Linked DNA regions of Astyanax mexicanus: region 1 is linked to region 2. The links are chromatin contacts, called in public Hi-C maps. All regions are on one chromosome and are shown on one strand. Each heading gives the region's core, a stretch centred on a gene start, on an enhancer-like site or on the middle of the called end of the contact. The rest is flanking DNA. Distances are from core to core; before and after follow the strand shown. Region 1 holds the start of tcf7l2 (transcription factor 7 like 2). Region 2 overlaps tcf7l2 (transcription factor 7 like 2).

Region 1 (5,349 bases), core at 2,069-4,568, 74 kb after region 2:
ACAGATAAATACAATAACACACATTTTTGGGTTTTAAATGACTGCGCAAATTCATTACGATCATTAGGGTGTGTGTGTATGCATGTGTTTATTTATATACACCACAGTGTATGTATGCCCCGGTCATCTGCAATTGACTGGGTATTACTGTAATTGTTGTGGTATTACACTCCAGAAGACTTTCGTGCGTAAGAGAAAGCAAAGAATGGTGGCTAGAGTACAGCGTAATGTGAAAGTCGAATTTAACAAAGAAGCATCTTTTTTGGAGAAGCAGGCTGGCAATGGCCATGCACTGATAGACATTCAGCGCAGTCACACAGCAGTGAATCAATGATCCTGTGTCTCACTATTACGCACAACAGACTGCTTTTAAATTGCCACACATGCAAACATGCATTTACACTGTTTTTAACCTACATTCTAGCAACACACTTTTTTAGTCCCATGTAAATTATGCAATTATTTTAATTATTATATCTGCATGCAGTTTAAAAATTTTATTTGATATTAAATATTCCTGTGCAGTGATGAGGCATATAGCCAGTTTTGTTTCGTCTGCAATTTGTCTAAAGCTTGAAACAAGAGACGAACAGGTCTTACAGCATTGCTTTGGCATTAAAGTGATTAATAAAAATATCAGCAGTGTATTAAGAAAATTACCCCGTTAAAGCACCACTAATATCCTCTGGGAACAGGGGAATGCACTGGGAAAAAGTGTAGACATGCATAATTATATTAACGATGCTAATATTTAAAAAAAAATAAAAAAGCAAAAACAAAGTAAAATAAACTAAATAAGTAAATAGTTACATTATCAATAAATAAAACAGGTGCATTTTTGCAGACGTATGCCACATTCTAAATATGCATGTGTATTAGTAGGTTTCTTTGATCATAAAAAGGTCAATCATGTCTTGCAAAATTGCTGTCAATACAAACATTAATGTTTTATGAGGCGTGCATATTTTATGCAAATATTTACTTGCTTAAAAATATGTAAACGGTTCCTTAAAAGTGCTACTGAATATTTCACATGTTACGGTTTGGGGGATATAATGTAATGCAGTCTCAGATTCACTGAGCTGAAGGCTCCTAATTACCATTTAACAGCTCAATGTGCTCATCTCATGCTGACCATCATGTTGCCATTATGTATATGTATATATTTGTATATAGATGCATACAAAAAAATGTTTGTGTTTTTTTCATATAAATCATTTTGTTTAAAAAAAAGTAGCAAGAATGTATACAAATTATTATTTTGCATTTATATAAACAATAATAATTTAGAATGTAAAAAAACAATCATTTAAATATCAGCAACATTATGATCACATTTAAATGTGACCGATTTGTATATTATTGTTTATTATTTTTATTATTATTATTATTATTATTATTTCTAGTATTTCTGTTTTATTATTATTATTATTATTATTATTTTTATTATTATTATTTACATCGTGCGTGTTTAGCGTGTCGGGCAGCGGTTCAGGAATAAAAGTGTGTGTTTCTGATTGTTGTATTTTTATTTGTAGTTTGTGGAGCAGGCGGTGTGTGTGTGTGTATAAGAGTGTGTATGATGAGTGAGTGAGTGTGTACAGCGCCATGCCCTACAGCGGGAGCAGCACCGCTAACCTCAGCGACAACTTCCCAAACTTGTGCTGCTCCAGCAGCCCGGCTCGCTCCTCCCGCTCTGAGCTCCAGCAGCCCGGCTCGCCTTACCGCGGGCCCGCGGCGTGTCAGTAGTGCGGGGTGGGAGCGAGTGTGTGTGACTGTGACTGCGAGTGTCCACGTGTGTGTACAGAAACGGGGTACAGAAATAAAGCCACTTACTGTGCGTGCCGTCGGAGAGAGTGATCCGTTGGGGAGGTAGGGGCTCGTTAGATCGGGGATCATTATAAATGGATAGCCCGGGTACGGGGGGCTCTTGAACAGCCCTCCATCTTGCCTTTTCGCAGCTAACATGGCGGGGGGAAAAGAAGAAAACTTTCTTTTAGGCACCTTCAAATAAACTTTCCGTCTCTCTTTGTGTGTTTGTACTTTTCACAGTAAGGCTACGAGATAGGTTCTCGTGTTATGAAACACAGAGGCTAAAAGAGAGTAAAGAAGTGTGGTGTATTATTTGTGTAGTTAGAGCGGAGAAAAGAGCAGACTCACTCACCCTCCTCTAAACTTTCTCGTGTTTTGTCTCTGAAAGTTTCCGACCTAGGCGGAGGCCGTCTTTCCGCCTTCAAATGCAACCAAACACAGGGACAGCGCTTTAGAAACACGCTGGGAAAAGCGACTTTATTAGTTAGTAAAGTTAGCTAACTAACGTTACCTACGCGGCTTAGCTTTAACTAGCTAGCCGCCACCAAAAACACACACAACAACGGTTGCTAGGTTAACAGTTAAGTTAACATTAACAACAACATTAGCAGCAGAACTAGCAGAAGTGTGTGGAGGAATAATAGTAAAAATATGGAGCTCCGCTCGGATCCTCCACTACTCCACTTTTTACCCGCTTACCTCCGAGTCCGAGGAGCTGTTCTGGTTCGTCTCCGACTCGTTCACAAGAGAAGACTTGACGTCTGCTAAATCCCTTTCTGCAGAAGAGTTCTCCGAGATCTTTTCCTCCTGCTCTCCTTCGTCTTTGAACGAAATCATTTCATCGTTCGCGCCCAGATCGTCCCCTCCACCGCCGTTCAGCTGCGGCATTTTCCCGAGCAATTTTGGGGGGCGAAAAACGCAAAGTTTTTAAAGCCTTGATCTCCGCGATCCCGAATCCCAGAGTCTCTTTTTTTAAGGAGTAGTTTTCAGGGGGTCTGCCCTGGCGTTTCCCGAGCTCTGGCGGCTAGTAGAAAAACTCAAAAAAAGAAGAAGAAGAGGGGGGATCTTGGCAGGAAAAGAAGCCGGAGATGGAGCCGAGGCGCTCGGATTGAGTGAGTTGAAGTTGGTCGGAGTGGTTTTCAGTTCAAAGGCGGCGCTGATTGACAGATAGAGAGGGATGGAAATAGAGAGAGTCTGGATTCGGGATTATTGACAGGGAGAAACACACAAGAAACTAATGAGATTCAAACAGGGAGGGACTTGAAGTGACGTTTTCATAAATAGAGAGGGGCAGGAAAGTATTGGAGGGAGAGAGAGAGAGAGAGAGAGAGAGAGTGTGGGAGAGAGAGGGAGAGAGCGAGAGAGAAAAAAAGGGCTTGAGGAAACGAGCAGTCGAGAGAGAGAGAGCGAGAAAGAGAGAGAGGCTTTAGTTTGAAAAGCAGGGAAGGAAAAGGCAGCTTTGGTGAAGAGCAGCAGAGTTTAGGAGAGTCGCCCTGTTTGCTTTAGTGCTGGAATGGCGGAGCAGGCGGAAGCTGCACAGAAAAAGAGAGAGCGAGAGAGAAAGAAAAAGACTGATAGATAATAAATACACACTCAGCCAGTTTCTAAAACACACACACACGCACTTACTTACTCTCACACACACACACACGGGCGGACTCCTCATACAAAGGAATTAAATTAAATTCGCTTCCTTGTTTTTTTATTATTCCGTTTTAGGAATAAAAAAAAAACTGGGAACTCCTGATTTTAATAATGCAAAACAATGAAATGAATTTGCACACGGTTATATTCATTTATTTAATTAAAACGATACCATTATAGCTAATATATTTTTATTTTTTTTATATATGAAACAAAATACCAAAAAAACAAAATCAAGCTCAATCAATTAAAGGATTCAATAAACAGTTTTAGTTTCTAACAATTTATATCCACAAAATCGTTTTAATTTAGATCATTCAAATTGAATTCCTATTTTGTTATATGTAAATGTTTTTTTTATAAGTATAAAAACAGCAGGTTTCTGAAGGGGTGATGCAGGTAAAGGCATAGAGGCTAGTGCGTGTGTGCTCCTGTTCTATACTGAGCGTGTGGAAAGAGAAGGGGCCGGCAGTGTCCAGATAGACTAATGAGGGCTACCTGCATTCAGGATGAATAAAAGAATAAGGGTCTGGATTCTCTGTGCCCAGCAAAATTGCTTTTTTTCTTGCCAAAAATGTGTTTTAAAAAGTATGTAAATATAAATCATATATAAATGCAGTTGTTCTGTTTTTTTCTTTATTTGTCTCTGTTACATACTGTAGAAAATATCCATAGAATGTCTATAGAATGTCTATATCCATAGAATATCTAACAAATTTGATTAATTGAATTACTGTATTAATGTGATTTTCAAAAAAGGATAATGGAAATTGTACATCTTAAAATATATAAGCTGCTACATGGAATCATAGTACATAAACATTTGCTTCAGTCCGAAACATGTAAAATGTTACATAATTTACACTTGTTCTTAACTAAAATAAAAGGATGTTATGTTTTCACCATGTTTAAAATAAAAGCTGTATGTAAGATTGAAGGGGGTTACTTACTATTTGTAAAATAAATAAATAAAATGTAAAGGATACAATGGCTTGGCCATCAATTTAAATGGTGCGCATATATTCGAAAAATATCAAGATTATTTTGTTTTTACAATATCGCCCAACCCTACTAGACAGTAAATGATTCTAAGCACTTATACAAAATAAAATATGTTTAAATTACATAATACATCGACATCTAAGCCACAAATTAATTAGAACCAACACAACACTATTTGCAAATATTATTTAAAATCATTGTCATTTTTAATCTTTGCCGATTCCATATTTGTTGCATGCTCGCTCTGCCCTATTGCTTGTTGACCCAATCCTTATTGTATTTTGCAAATATAATTCACTCAAACAGAACATTTATCTTTTATGTAATACAGTCAGCACCTCCTACTCGGAGAACCTGTGTCCAGTTTGCTCGAAAGCAACACTGGACTCATCTACACAAACAATAGCAGTCATATGGGCATTAGAGGGCCACAAAGACAGGTTTAACTCCCACTTAATTTGGAGCAGTGTATCATTTCCATTTCTGCCCTTTGGATTGCTCTATGGAGTAATTACCCTGTACCAGCCAACGCTCTTCCAGATCCACAGCAATATGCTATAACAGCCTGTATATACACAGCAATTACGCCTACAGGAGCAGAACAATTGTGCCGCACAATGCATGTGATATTATATAGGTGTTACATCAACACTGTTATATATACACAGTACATTGTTGTATGTATTTGTATTGTGATTGCTTATATAAATACGTAACACCTTTAATTTTGATACAATAAAAAGTATGGGATTTTAGATTGTATTAACAAATAAAACTAGGTTATGTATGCAAGTATAGACACACAAATAAATAAATAAATATCTATATATATATATATATATATATATATATATATATATATATATATATACAGTATCAAGTATTTTACCA
Region 2 (5,736 bases), core at 1,180-3,679:
AGAAATTATATAGCCCAATTTTAATAATAATAATAATAATAATAATAATAATAATAATAATAATAAGTTATATTATTATTATTTATTTATTATTATTATTATTTACATTTTATGATGAATGATACATGGTCCAAAAAATTTTATTGCTCCTGAAAGGCTAATGTTTTGGTTATACAAGATTATGTAGGCGTGTATTACTATACATAAATTCTTCAGAAATAACTAAGAATTAAATATTTTAATACCGTTTTTTCTAGGCTTATAGTAAAATCTAAATGGTAATCAGAATTAAACATTGAATAAATAAATATAAATGCTTAAAATTTACTTGTAATAAAATGTTTTTACACTGACTTTCATTGTAAATATATATTTTTTTCATTGGATCTGCTGCTTTTACAGCATAATTCTAGAAACAAAACATTGAATATTATAAAAATTCAAATTCAAAGCGGAGATATTTTTTTCCTTTTTCCTGCTTATACTTTGGACATACACATTATATATTATGAACATTTCATTATGAATAGTTGTTTAAAATGGAGCATTTTACATTGATTTCTATTACAAATGAAGGAGTTTTTTTAATTTATTGTAAAGTTACCATAATGGAGATGAGTATGTTTTGTGACAGCAATATTATTATATAATTAAACAAAAAAAGAACTAGATTAAAAAATATGCTTACAATAACAGTTTTTAAAGAATAGCTGAAAAAGATATTCATATTTTTTATTAAATTAAATTATAGATTGTCAAAACAACCACCCCCTCTCAGTTGCTGTAAATATTTTAATCGGCTTTGTCATTTTTATCACAAAAATCATTGCGCTTTTTTTTTTTCCCCTGGCTAAAATTATTTCTCTTACACAAAATTTAAAAAATCTAAATATATGACAGTTTACAGTAATGTATAAAGAGTACAACGTTTATACACTATAATTTAGGAGCATTTTTACGTTTCAGCACTGCAGTAAAGTGTGTGTCTGCTGCTCTTCTCCAGCCTTTGGCAGACGCCCGAGGCCCTTCACGGCAAAACTAAATCCTGCGACTGTCTTCTACACCGCTCGCACAAAAGCAGCCGGCTGCAGCGTGACAAGTAAAAGAGCGGCAGCAGCACGGCAGCTAATTGCCTTCCCTCCATTCAGCCACGCTCCACCACTAACCCCTTTGTCTCTCTTACACACACACACTCGTGCCCGGGCGCAACTTCTGCAGTAAACTGCTCCTGACCGGCAGCACACAGTACAACATCCCACAATACACACACAAATGCAGTAACTTTCTCACTTACACACACATTTACAAACACTAAACACTATCTGTAAATTATATATATAAAAAAACAGAAGATTACAGTAGAAATAGATACAAATAAAAATAACAAATCTGTTGATTTAATGTGTGTAATTAAGAATCAAATACAGAAATTCCCAATGGTATATAATAGCATAATTACTACTACCAGTATTAATACAAAATATTATTAATAAGTTAATTATTATATTAAGTATTATATTATTATTTATAAGTTAAAAATAACTATAAATAACTATACTATTATAACTATTACTTTAAGGTTATTATTACTATTATTTTGATGCCATATAATTTTCTTTTTCTACTAAAATAAATCTTAAATAGGTTTGAACTATATATGCACATTTCAGTACATTCTAAATAAATTATGATTTGATTTATAAACTATAAATAATTATTAAAAACGAAATATTGAATTATATTTTAACAATAAAAAAATGCAAAAAGGTAAAATTAATCTATATAACTAAGAAAAAAATACATGTATTACAATAGAAAAAAATATTTATTACTTCCAAATTAATGCTGAAATAAATTGTTAAAAAATATTTTTGTGAATAAAAGTGATATTATGTCTTCAAATATTTCACTCTATTTCTTGGCTTTTTAAGCCGCTGCTGTGAAGCTGCCAGACAATGCAATCAAACAGAGCTGCCTTTCATTATCAAATCATGCCAAGCTGTCACTTAACTACTTAAGTGGTATAAACTGTTAAATATCAATCACAGAAAAAATAAGAAAAATACCTGGCAACCCACAAACTAAACCTGACAAAATGAACAAAACCACACAAAATAAGCACAGCAATACAGTATAAAAACATCAGATCTTACCATTTAAAAGAGCTCTATATGGGATGGGGTCCTGATGCTGCTCGGTTCCTGGTTAAAACAAGCATGCTGACACTCGCAGTAGTGCTTAGACTACAACAAGATGCACATCACGATGTCATCCACTAATCCACTGGAGGGCAGCACCTCATCTACAGCAGCCCTGCAGCCCTGATCGCTTCAGCCGATAACACACGACACCCAGACTCAGCAGCCGAGCCGCTCGCCGGAGCCCAGAGCCCGGAGAGCGTTCAGACGGCCGCCGCTGACCGCCTGCCTCAGCTTCAGCCGCAAACAGCCCGAGCCCCAGCCTCACTGCTCCCCCTCAATCACCCATTCATTCACTGCACTCAGCCCGCTCCCTCGCTTAGCGGGAGAGAACAGGAGCACTCTCCCTCTTCTTTCTTTCTTTTTCTTTCTTTCTCTCTCTCCCTCTCCCCGTTGCTCATCTTCATATCCCCTTTTATAAATCCTTTTGTGTCCATCTCTTTCTTTTATAAAGTTGAAAGAACAACAAAAAAGTAGGAGAGAGCGAGAGGGGCTTTCCTTCTCCTTTCCGCGCCTTGCCAAGCATAAAGGTACTTGAGCCCCTTCTATAGGAGTTGCCCTAACTTGGCTAAACTTGAGCAGCAGGGTGTCCCTCGTCATGTCATTAATCCGCAACGCCACGCTCCATTCACAGCGTCCGGAAAAATAAAACACCAAAATAGAAGAAAAAAAAGAAAGAAAGAAAGTGCAGGAATTCAGAGTGAGTAATCCGATCCGACCCGGAGCGAGCCTGGCTGCGGACACCTCGCCACAAACACCCCGCGGTCCCGCGCACCACTTGCCGCACAATTTTGATGTGGCGACAGAGGCGATCGCAAACGGATAAAAAAGACAAACTGACATTTCTATCAACAAAAGACTTCTGCACATGCAAGCACACTAACGCTTTTCCAACTTTCAAGACAATCCCAGTTATCTTTAAAGACACCAGGAAAAAAAAACAACAAAAAAAAGAAAACGCACCCACACTCTGAAGTCAATCAGTCAAAAACGAGCCTAAATCAACAGCCATAAATAATAAAGAACTGTAAACTAAAAACAAGCTGCTCCGCTTTCTGGAGGACCAGCAATTGGAAAATTAAGCATGGCCAACTGATGGCTTGAAGTGAGGAAGCCCACTCTTAAAGCCGTGATCCGACCGTACACCATGCCACCGCTGTGAGCCTTTTAACCATAGCAAAAAAAAAATCACTATTGATCTTCAAATGGCGATAATTGAAAAGATCAAAACGATTAAACAAAACCAAGAATGTGCTGACTTACCATGTTCCGATCCTTTTTTTGTGGAAACTTTTTGTTTCGGAAAAAAGGAAAAATATTTGCTCAAAGATGCAGCATCGGAGGTGTCAGATTTTGTAGCCGTCTCTTGATCGTATTACTTCCGCAGCCCTGGCTTCCAATGCGTCTGAACTTTTTCCCTTTCTCTTTTATTTTGTTTGTGGTACCTAGCCTCTCTCTGTTTTTTTCCCCCGCTTAAGACTTTAAAAGCTTTCAGCTCAGTAAAGCAGCACAAATTATCTTGCCACCTTGCGCAGCTCTGATGCTTTGGCCGCTAACTTTGGAAGGCCCTTTACTACTGCATCAAAATTAGCATTGTCAAAGCAGTTAATGAATATTAATATTGTATTTGTCATTGGAGCTGGCCCGTTGCTGAACTCCGAGTCATCCATCAGGGACAAGATTAAGCACACAATTATTTCTGACTGACAGGGACTAAATCTGCAAGATTTTTTTTTCAACAATTTAAAGAAAAAGACACAACATCATCTTAAGGTGCCTCCCAGGAGACAAAAATCCAGATTAATACACTTTTAATGAAGCAAGATTTCGTTGTGCGTGTGAAGAAGAATAATAGGAAGGAAGAAAAAAAAAAGAATACAGAAATCATTCCGACCTATCGTTTTGAGCAGTTTTTGATAAGAGGGTCAAAAACACAATTTGAACAAATTTCTAGGTTCAGATTTTGATTGTAACCTTTATTCCTGTCTCTAGAGGTCTTCCATTTAATTTCACAGCCAGTACAATTTTAGACATTATTCATTATTCCACAGAGAAAAAAATAGCAATGAAATTGCTTAGAAAAAGGAAGAAACCCAAGACTATGAACCGCCTGATAAATAATTACAACAGAAATCTGAAGAGAAGCATTCATCTCAAACAGCATCTTCCAACACTCCTTTTTCACATTTCTGGCAGAGTCGGCACAAAGCGCTCATCCCGGACCACACACACAGCGTTAAACCCAAAAACACACACATGCCGTCGTAAATCACAAGCCCAAATTCTGACCACAAACTGCCGGATATACCGCTAAAGATAATACTACAGCAAAGAACACAATATAAACATTTCAATACTTAAAACCCAAGATATATAATCAAATAAATACAATTTTAAACACTCCACAATAAAGCAGCTTCATTACAAAGAATCTTACCTTTTAGGGTTTGTTACATAAATTGGCCGAGTAATGTGCCATTTAATCCAGCTCACTTGTCACTATGCGGTCCATTGCAATCAAATCCCATACAGCCCAAAATACACACACACACTCACAACTATGCACTAATATTTAAAAAAAAAACACTGCAATTCCACCATCAGAGATTGAGTAAATTTAAGATCAGCGAATGAAATCTAGCAGCGGAAGAATCTTTCCTGACTACCACCGCTGGGCCGGGACTCTGGTCGGCTTTCGCACACATCATCAGAAGAGCCGTCAGCGGCTGAGCTGTTTCTAAAGTTTGGCTCATTTCTTTTTGTCCTTTAGTCTAAAAACAGTGGAATAAACAGTGGAATAAAAAGGCGCTGACGGGGGGCAGAGAAATGACAGATGCGAAGCCCCTAATACTGTCTCAGCCGTGAATCGGTGCGGGTCCGGGTCAAGCTGTGGCTTCACCTTGGAGCGGCGGGCTCCTGCTGACCACCCTGCCGGTCCCCTAATACCATTAGCAACCCTTAGATGAACATTCTAAATTGGGCTTTTGTTCTGGAGGTGCCGATCCGACCCCTCCGGCCCGAGGTGACCAGCACGGCCACCGTCTCTGAACCGAAATAAGAAAAGCCGCTTAAGAGTTTTCAGTTTTCGCTTTCAGTTTTTCTTTGCCGTTTTATTTTACATTCACACAAAAAACACAGGCAGTTTTATTTCTTTTTTTTATATATTTTTTCTAAAATGCAATTGTTTCTATGTACACTTCTGCAATTTGTGTGAAAAAAATGAAAATCTAATTTACGGTTAGAGAATTTACATGTTAAATATAATATTTGCAGTATTCTAAAGAAATTCAGTAAAAAAAAAATATATATATATATATATATATATACACATATACATATATACACATACATATATATACATATATATACATATATATATATATATATATATATATATTAAACTTAAAATGTGCCAATATAAAAATATTAATTAATGTTAATTATGAATTTTTGCCACTATTTATACATTAAAATATTTATAAAGTAATTTCAATCATAATCATTAAACAAATTGGTTTGTAGCAAACCTGCTACAGAT

What was found. Hi-C and Micro-C count contacts between places; a contact is called where the count stands out from the background.
Region 1: a contact with region 2 is called in a Hi-C map of muscle, with 19 times the contacts expected there. The contact joins the promoter of tcf7l2 here to the enhancer-like site in region 2. A contact is called at or near these places in 2 of 3 Hi-C or Micro-C datasets (both in muscle).

Annotation. Positions count from the first base shown.
Region 1 is chr15:31,930,779-31,936,127 of AstMex3_surface, forward strand. tcf7l2 (transcription factor 7 like 2) reads right to left here and starts at 3,319. Exons shown (of 15, transcript XM_049464328.1): 1 at 2,512-3,319; 2 at 2,165-2,231; 3 at 1,837-1,961. The coding sequence starts at 2,700.
Region 2 is chr15:31,857,227-31,862,962 of AstMex3_surface, forward strand. The region is part of intron 5 of tcf7l2 (transcription factor 7 like 2); the gene reads right to left. Among protein-coding and RNA genes, the nearest start is that of tcf7l2, 74 kb to the right of the region's middle. Within about 2 kb of position 2,430, the one cell type or tissue checked has an H3K27ac peak away from gene starts, as active enhancers do.